Regions from separate parts of the Ovis aries genome. Here region 1 is linked to region 2. A link is a contact called in public Hi-C data. All regions are on one chromosome and are shown on one strand. Each heading gives the region's core, a stretch centred on a gene start, on an enhancer-like site or on the middle of the called end of the contact. The rest is flanking DNA. Distances are from core to core; before and after follow the strand shown. Region 1 holds the start of ARFGEF2 (ADP ribosylation factor guanine nucleotide exchange factor 2). Region 2 overlaps PREX1 (phosphatidylinositol-3,4,5-trisphosphate dependent Rac exchange factor 1).

The links. A called contact is a pair of places that touch in the nucleus more often than the background predicts.
Region 1: a Hi-C map of blood shows a contact between it and region 2, with 1.7 times the contacts expected there. The contact joins the promoter of ARFGEF2 here to the enhancer-like site in region 2. A contact is called at or near these places in 2 of 16 Hi-C or Micro-C datasets (both in blood).

The regions. Positions count from the first base shown.
Region 1 is chr13:77,094,947-77,097,646 of ARS-UI_Ramb_v3.0, forward strand. ARFGEF2 (ADP ribosylation factor guanine nucleotide exchange factor 2) reads left to right here and starts at 1,391. Exons shown (of 40, transcript XM_042230247.2): 1 at 1,391-1,630.
Region 2 is chr13:76,954,760-76,957,459 of ARS-UI_Ramb_v3.0, forward strand. All of the region lies in intron 1 of PREX1 (phosphatidylinositol-3,4,5-trisphosphate dependent Rac exchange factor 1), which reads right to left. Among named protein-coding and RNA genes, the nearest start is that of PREX1, 66 kb to the right of the region's middle. Within about 2 kb of position 1,437, at least 8 of the 54 cell types and tissues checked have an H3K27ac peak or open chromatin away from gene starts, as enhancers often do.

The DNA.
Region 1 (2,700 bases), core at 141-2,640, 140 kb after region 2:
CAACCTGGCTCTAGCACAGGCCCTGGAGATGTAGCCTGCCCCTCTGTGGCCTGTACCCTAGTCAGACAAGGAACTCAACTAGGGAAAAAGGTCAGAAAGTGCTGGAGGGGGACAGGGCCTCCCTGAGATGTTGGAGCTGACACCTGAGAATCTGAGCATGTCTGTGTCAGAAGTTTAGAAGATTCCACGGAAGACCCTGCTCTTGCATGATCCCGGAAGCACCACAGCACCCCGAGGGGAAGCTCAAGGGAGGGTCCAGTGGAGATCACCACTGGTGTGACATCACTGGCTGTGGGAGACAGTGGGCCGGAATAACTGTCTCCTACCCTCCCTGGCAGGCCTGTGACTCTGGCCATGTTTGCCTTCTTCCCCTGTCTGATGCCCCCAAGTGCCCCCCTCCCCCACACGCTCCAACCCCCCCCTGAGACACAGAACTGGGAAGAACCAGGGATTTACGGGAATAGATGGATACACTCCAGGGGGAGGTGCACTGGGGTGGTCCTTGCTGACACCACCGCGCAGGGACGCAGCACCTGGACTGAAAGCCAGGAGTCGGCTCTACTCCAGGGGCAGGAAGGCTGCGTGTCTTGCCACTGAGGTGGGGAAATCCCGTTTGGAGAGTGTGCATAAACACACCTCCTTCCAAACGCTCTTTCTGCTTCAGCCTTCCCTTCACCTGCCCTTTCGCCCCACGCCTCACCCCGCCTTCCCTTGCTCTCTCCCTGTCCCGGCCTGTTTCCTCGCGTCCTCCCCTCCCTGGCTCCTCACGCCCCTCTCCCCCGTCTTTCCCCCACGCCCCTGCTCCGCCCCTGAGCGCTCTTCTTCCTCCCGGCTCTCTCCTCCCTGCTCTCTCGCCGTCTCCCCACGGCCCCTCACTTCCCGCTCGCCTCCTCCCTTCCCTCACCTGCACTTCCAGCTTCCTCTCGTTTGTTCCTCCTGACTTCCCCTGACTCCCCTATCATCTCTCCCTCCCCAACTTTCTCCCCATTCTGTCCCTCGCCTCCTGTCTGTCCTCTCTAGCCATCTCTCGCCTTTTTTCCCAGTCTTCTCTTCCCTCTTCCTTCCTCTCCAGTTCCCTGGTCTTTCCTTCATCTCCCACCCGGTCACTCCCCCATCCTCACGCTCCTCGTTGCCTCTTTCTCCTCACACCTCCGTCACCCCCACTCCTCCCTGTCACCTCTTTTTTTCTGTCCTTCACGTGCCCCCTGCCTCCGCCCATTTCTACTCTCTCGGCCACTTTTCCCCCCTACTTTCCCCGACCCTCGCCCACTTGGCCCCGCCCCCTGCTACAGACCCCGCCCCTGCCACAGGCCCCGCCCCCTACCACGGGCCCCGCCCCCGAGGTCACGGGATCGACAGACGCCGTCGCTGCTCCGCCGGTCACGTGGTCACGTGACGCGCTCCAATATGGCGGCGCCGTGTGGCCGCGGCGTCGCTTCCTGACTGGGTGGCGCGGACGGACGCGGCTGGTGCAGGCGGGGACGCCGGGCCCGCAGCCTCGCTCGCCCGCCCGCTCGCTCCGTCAGCCCGCGGGGCTGCCAGCCCCCGCTGGGCCGGGGCCATGCAGGAGAGCCAGACCAAGAGCATGTTCGTGTCCCGGGCCCTGGAGAAGATCCTAGCCGACAAGGAGGTGAAGCGGCCCCAGCACTCTCAGCTGCGCAGGGCCTGCCAGGTGGCGCTCGGTGGGTGAGCCGCCCCGGCCCGGCTCCGCGCCGGCCTCCCCATGCCGGCCGTTACCCCACCCGGCCTCAGCCCGGCCTCTTGGGCGCCACTTTCCCCCCGCGACCCCAAGGCCCACCCGCCCGGCCGCTTTATTATATCCAAGGGGGACCTGGTACCCTGGCAGCTCGGGACTGGCCCAAGGTCACCCAGCAAGTTGGTGACAGTCAGGGCCGGCTCTCCAGCCTCCCAGCCTTGGGTTCTTGCCACGACTCCCTGCCGTCCCATTTCCTGGTTCGTTCCCTCGTCACCCTCAGAAGCAGCAGCTCTTCCTCCAAGTTTTTCTTTACGTGGGTTCTGCTGGTTGGAGTTGTCCCTTGTGAGATGGGCAGGTGGGAAGAGCCGCCCAGCTGGTTTAGGGAAAACTGAGGCCTGCTTTGTAAGTGCCCAAGTGGTGACTGTTTTTCGTTCATTTGGGATCGCCCATAACTCCTTCCAGGAGGGAATGTAGAGAGGGTTATCCTCCACCTGCCAGATATTGTAGTGTGCACGAGATCTACTTCTCAAACAGAGGGTCTGTGAAGCTAGAGATACTTGTCTTATTCACCGCAGGAACCCTAGCAGTGTCTGGCACACGGTAGATGGTACTGACTTGAATGGACCCACAGATGACTGAGCGACAATGAGAAGTCTTATTCATCCCTAGTTAAAACCTTAGTAGTTGATTCCATTATCAACATCCTTTTAGTTTTCGGTCATTCAGCAAATATATATTTATCAAGTGCCCACTGTGTACCAGGCACTGAGGATACAGTGGGGAAGAAGACAGACAAGGTATTTGCCCTTACAGAGCTCATAGTCTAATAGAGGAGATGAAATAAGTAAATTTAAAGATTAATAAGACATTTTTGAATACTAATACATATTTCTATACTAGTAAATTTTTTTGTAATTACTTTTGTAAAATTTTTTGTAAACGAGCAAAATGTAACAAAGAGGGCCTGAGACAGCATGGTCAAGAAAGTAGTCCTTTCTGAGGAG
Region 2 (2,700 bases), core at 187-2,686:
AGGAACGGGCCGGGATTCTGTTGCTCTTCCTCCTTCCTGCTGACTGGATAGCAAATGTGATGCCTGGAGGTCAAGCAACTATCTTATACCATGAGGTAAAAGCCAGGGATTGACGATAGAGCAGCAATACAGAAGGAGCTTACGTTCCTAATTACAGTGGCGCCAACACATCTATCCTGGGAAGCCTGTAATTCAGCAGGAAGGAAAATTCCGTATCATTTAAGGCACTAATGTGTGGGTTTTATCACTAGCCATGGAAGCTAGTGGAATGATAAGTAATTTCAATTTTCTCCTTCATTTCTGTTTTTTCCCAAATTTCTGCTTTGAAATCAAAAGTCATTTTGTAACATAAATACATGCTTTAAAAAAAAAACTGGATAGGAGAGGTTATTCCACACGCCAGGCTCGCCCTGCTCAGCCCGATTATCACTTCTGCAGCACCAAGGAGGCTAGTCTGCGTTCTCCTCCTGGAGGGCAGATGTCCCCATTCAGAGCAAGTAGTGCCCACTGGCAGAGACAAAGCCAGGCTGTCCTTCTGCAGCGGGGCCTCTGAGCTGCCCACCCCTCCTTCTCTGTGTTGACCCTGGAAACCGCCAGGGCCCCCAGGAAGGTGCTCCCCCTGGCCCGGCGCCCCAGGAGCCAGCCTGGCACTTCCACAGCCTGGGGCAGAACATGAGAGCATCCTCCACCCACAGTCACCACCATCACTCTGACTGAGATCGAAAACTGCTGCACCCTCTCCTCTGCAAGCACCCTCTTTCATCAGGCCTCTTCCAGGAGCACAGAGCCACTGACAAACTATGTGACCTCAAGCAACTGATTTCACCTCTCTCTGCCTCAGTTTCGTCCTCTGTAAAATGGGTACACAGGAATTCAGCGAGGATTATGGATGCTAACACACACATCCGGCACTCTGAGTGGTGCCTGGTACACAGTGAGGCCTCAGTCGAGCATCCGCTGGTATAACCTCCCCAGCCCCACCTTGAACTGATAGGGAGACAGACATGAACCCACTGTGTTTCCTAAGGAAACTTCTGGAATTGGGCCAACCCCACGTACAGATCTCCTTGTGTTTATCCTACGTTTTGTTGACTTGTTGTATTTTTCATCCTAAAAACAGTCTTTCTATCGATTGCTTCACCATCTCCAGGGCGCAGTGAAACGGCGGCGGGGAGAGCTTCACAGACTGTACGATGTCACCACATCCTTCTCGCTGCCATGCAAAGCCAGCCACTGCCCTCCCCCGCACTCGCCACCCTGCTGCATCCGCCTGCCAACCGCGTGACCTCAGAGTCACTGAACTTCTTCCTCGGAGTCTATTTCTTCATCCACAAAAAAAAAAAAAAAAAGAGGCAGTTGCTGAGGCGTAAGCAAGATGATGCAGGTAAACACCAACTATGAAGACTTCCTGGAAGAAGTGGCACAGAGGCTGGCAGACAGAAGTGGGCTGGCCTGTGAGGAAACAGGAACTTGCTTATGATTACATTCTCGGGGGGAGGCTGTCACGCCACCCACGCCAACAAGTGTGACCCCAGACCTACTGTGCGCCCAACATGGAACTGGGTGCTGGAGACACAGACACGACCTCTCCATGGGGCGATCGAGTTACTCCTGCACTCGCCTATTTACTCAACGCTCACTGCCCACCTACCAAGTGCCAGGCACTGTGCTACGAGCCAATGATACATCAGTAAATGAACAAATCAGACCGAATCTGCCCTCATGGAGCAGTGGCAAGACTATTAGTACAGTAGATCACTCTTGTCCGACTCTTTGTGACCCCATGGACTGCAGCACAGCAGGCTTCCCTGTCCATCACCAACTCCCAGAGCTTGCTCAAACTCATGTCCATCAAGTCGGTGATGCCAACCAACCATCTCATCCTCTGTCATCCCCTTCTCCTCCTGCCTTCAATCTTTCCCATCATCTGGGTCTTTTCCAATGAGTCTGCTCTTCGCATCAGGTGGCCAAAGTATTGGAGTTTCAGCTTCAGCATCAGTCCTTCCAATGAATATTCAGGACTGATTTCCTTTAGGATGGACTGGTTGGATCTCCTTGCAGTCCAAGGGGCTCTCAAGAGTCTTCTCCAACACCACAGTTCAAAAGCATCAATTCTTCAGCGCTCAGACTGATTTTAAAATAACATGGCAGGTGGGGACGAGCATTATGAAGAAAAATAAAGCAAGATGAGGGACCAGAGAGAGACGGAATGAGGGAGTGTTTGGGAGATGCTCAGGGAAAGCCTCTTTAAGGAGATGGCATCTGAGCAGATACCTGGAGACAGGTGAAGAAGCAGCTCTGCAGGCATTCTGAGTAGTGGGAACAGTCAGTGCAAAGGGTTAGGGTTAGGCATTCAATCTCTCTGAGGTCATCCTAAAAACAATACCTGACCCTCCTCCTGGCCTGTTTTCTTCACAGCACCTGTCACTGCACATCATTTCCACTGGAATATGAGTTCCAAACAGGATCTGATGATCCGTCTAGGTCACTGCTGTACCCTCAGAGAGACTGGGACTTGACCCAGCACAGAAGATCCTTGACATATTAGAGTTTAATTGACTAACCAATTAGTCATCTGGAAAAGACTCCCAATACTCACCACCCAGGGGCTTCCCTGGTGGTTCGGTGGTAAAGAATCCACTTGCCAATACAGGAGGCTTGGGTTTGATCCCTGGGTCAGGAAGATCCCCTGGAGAAGGA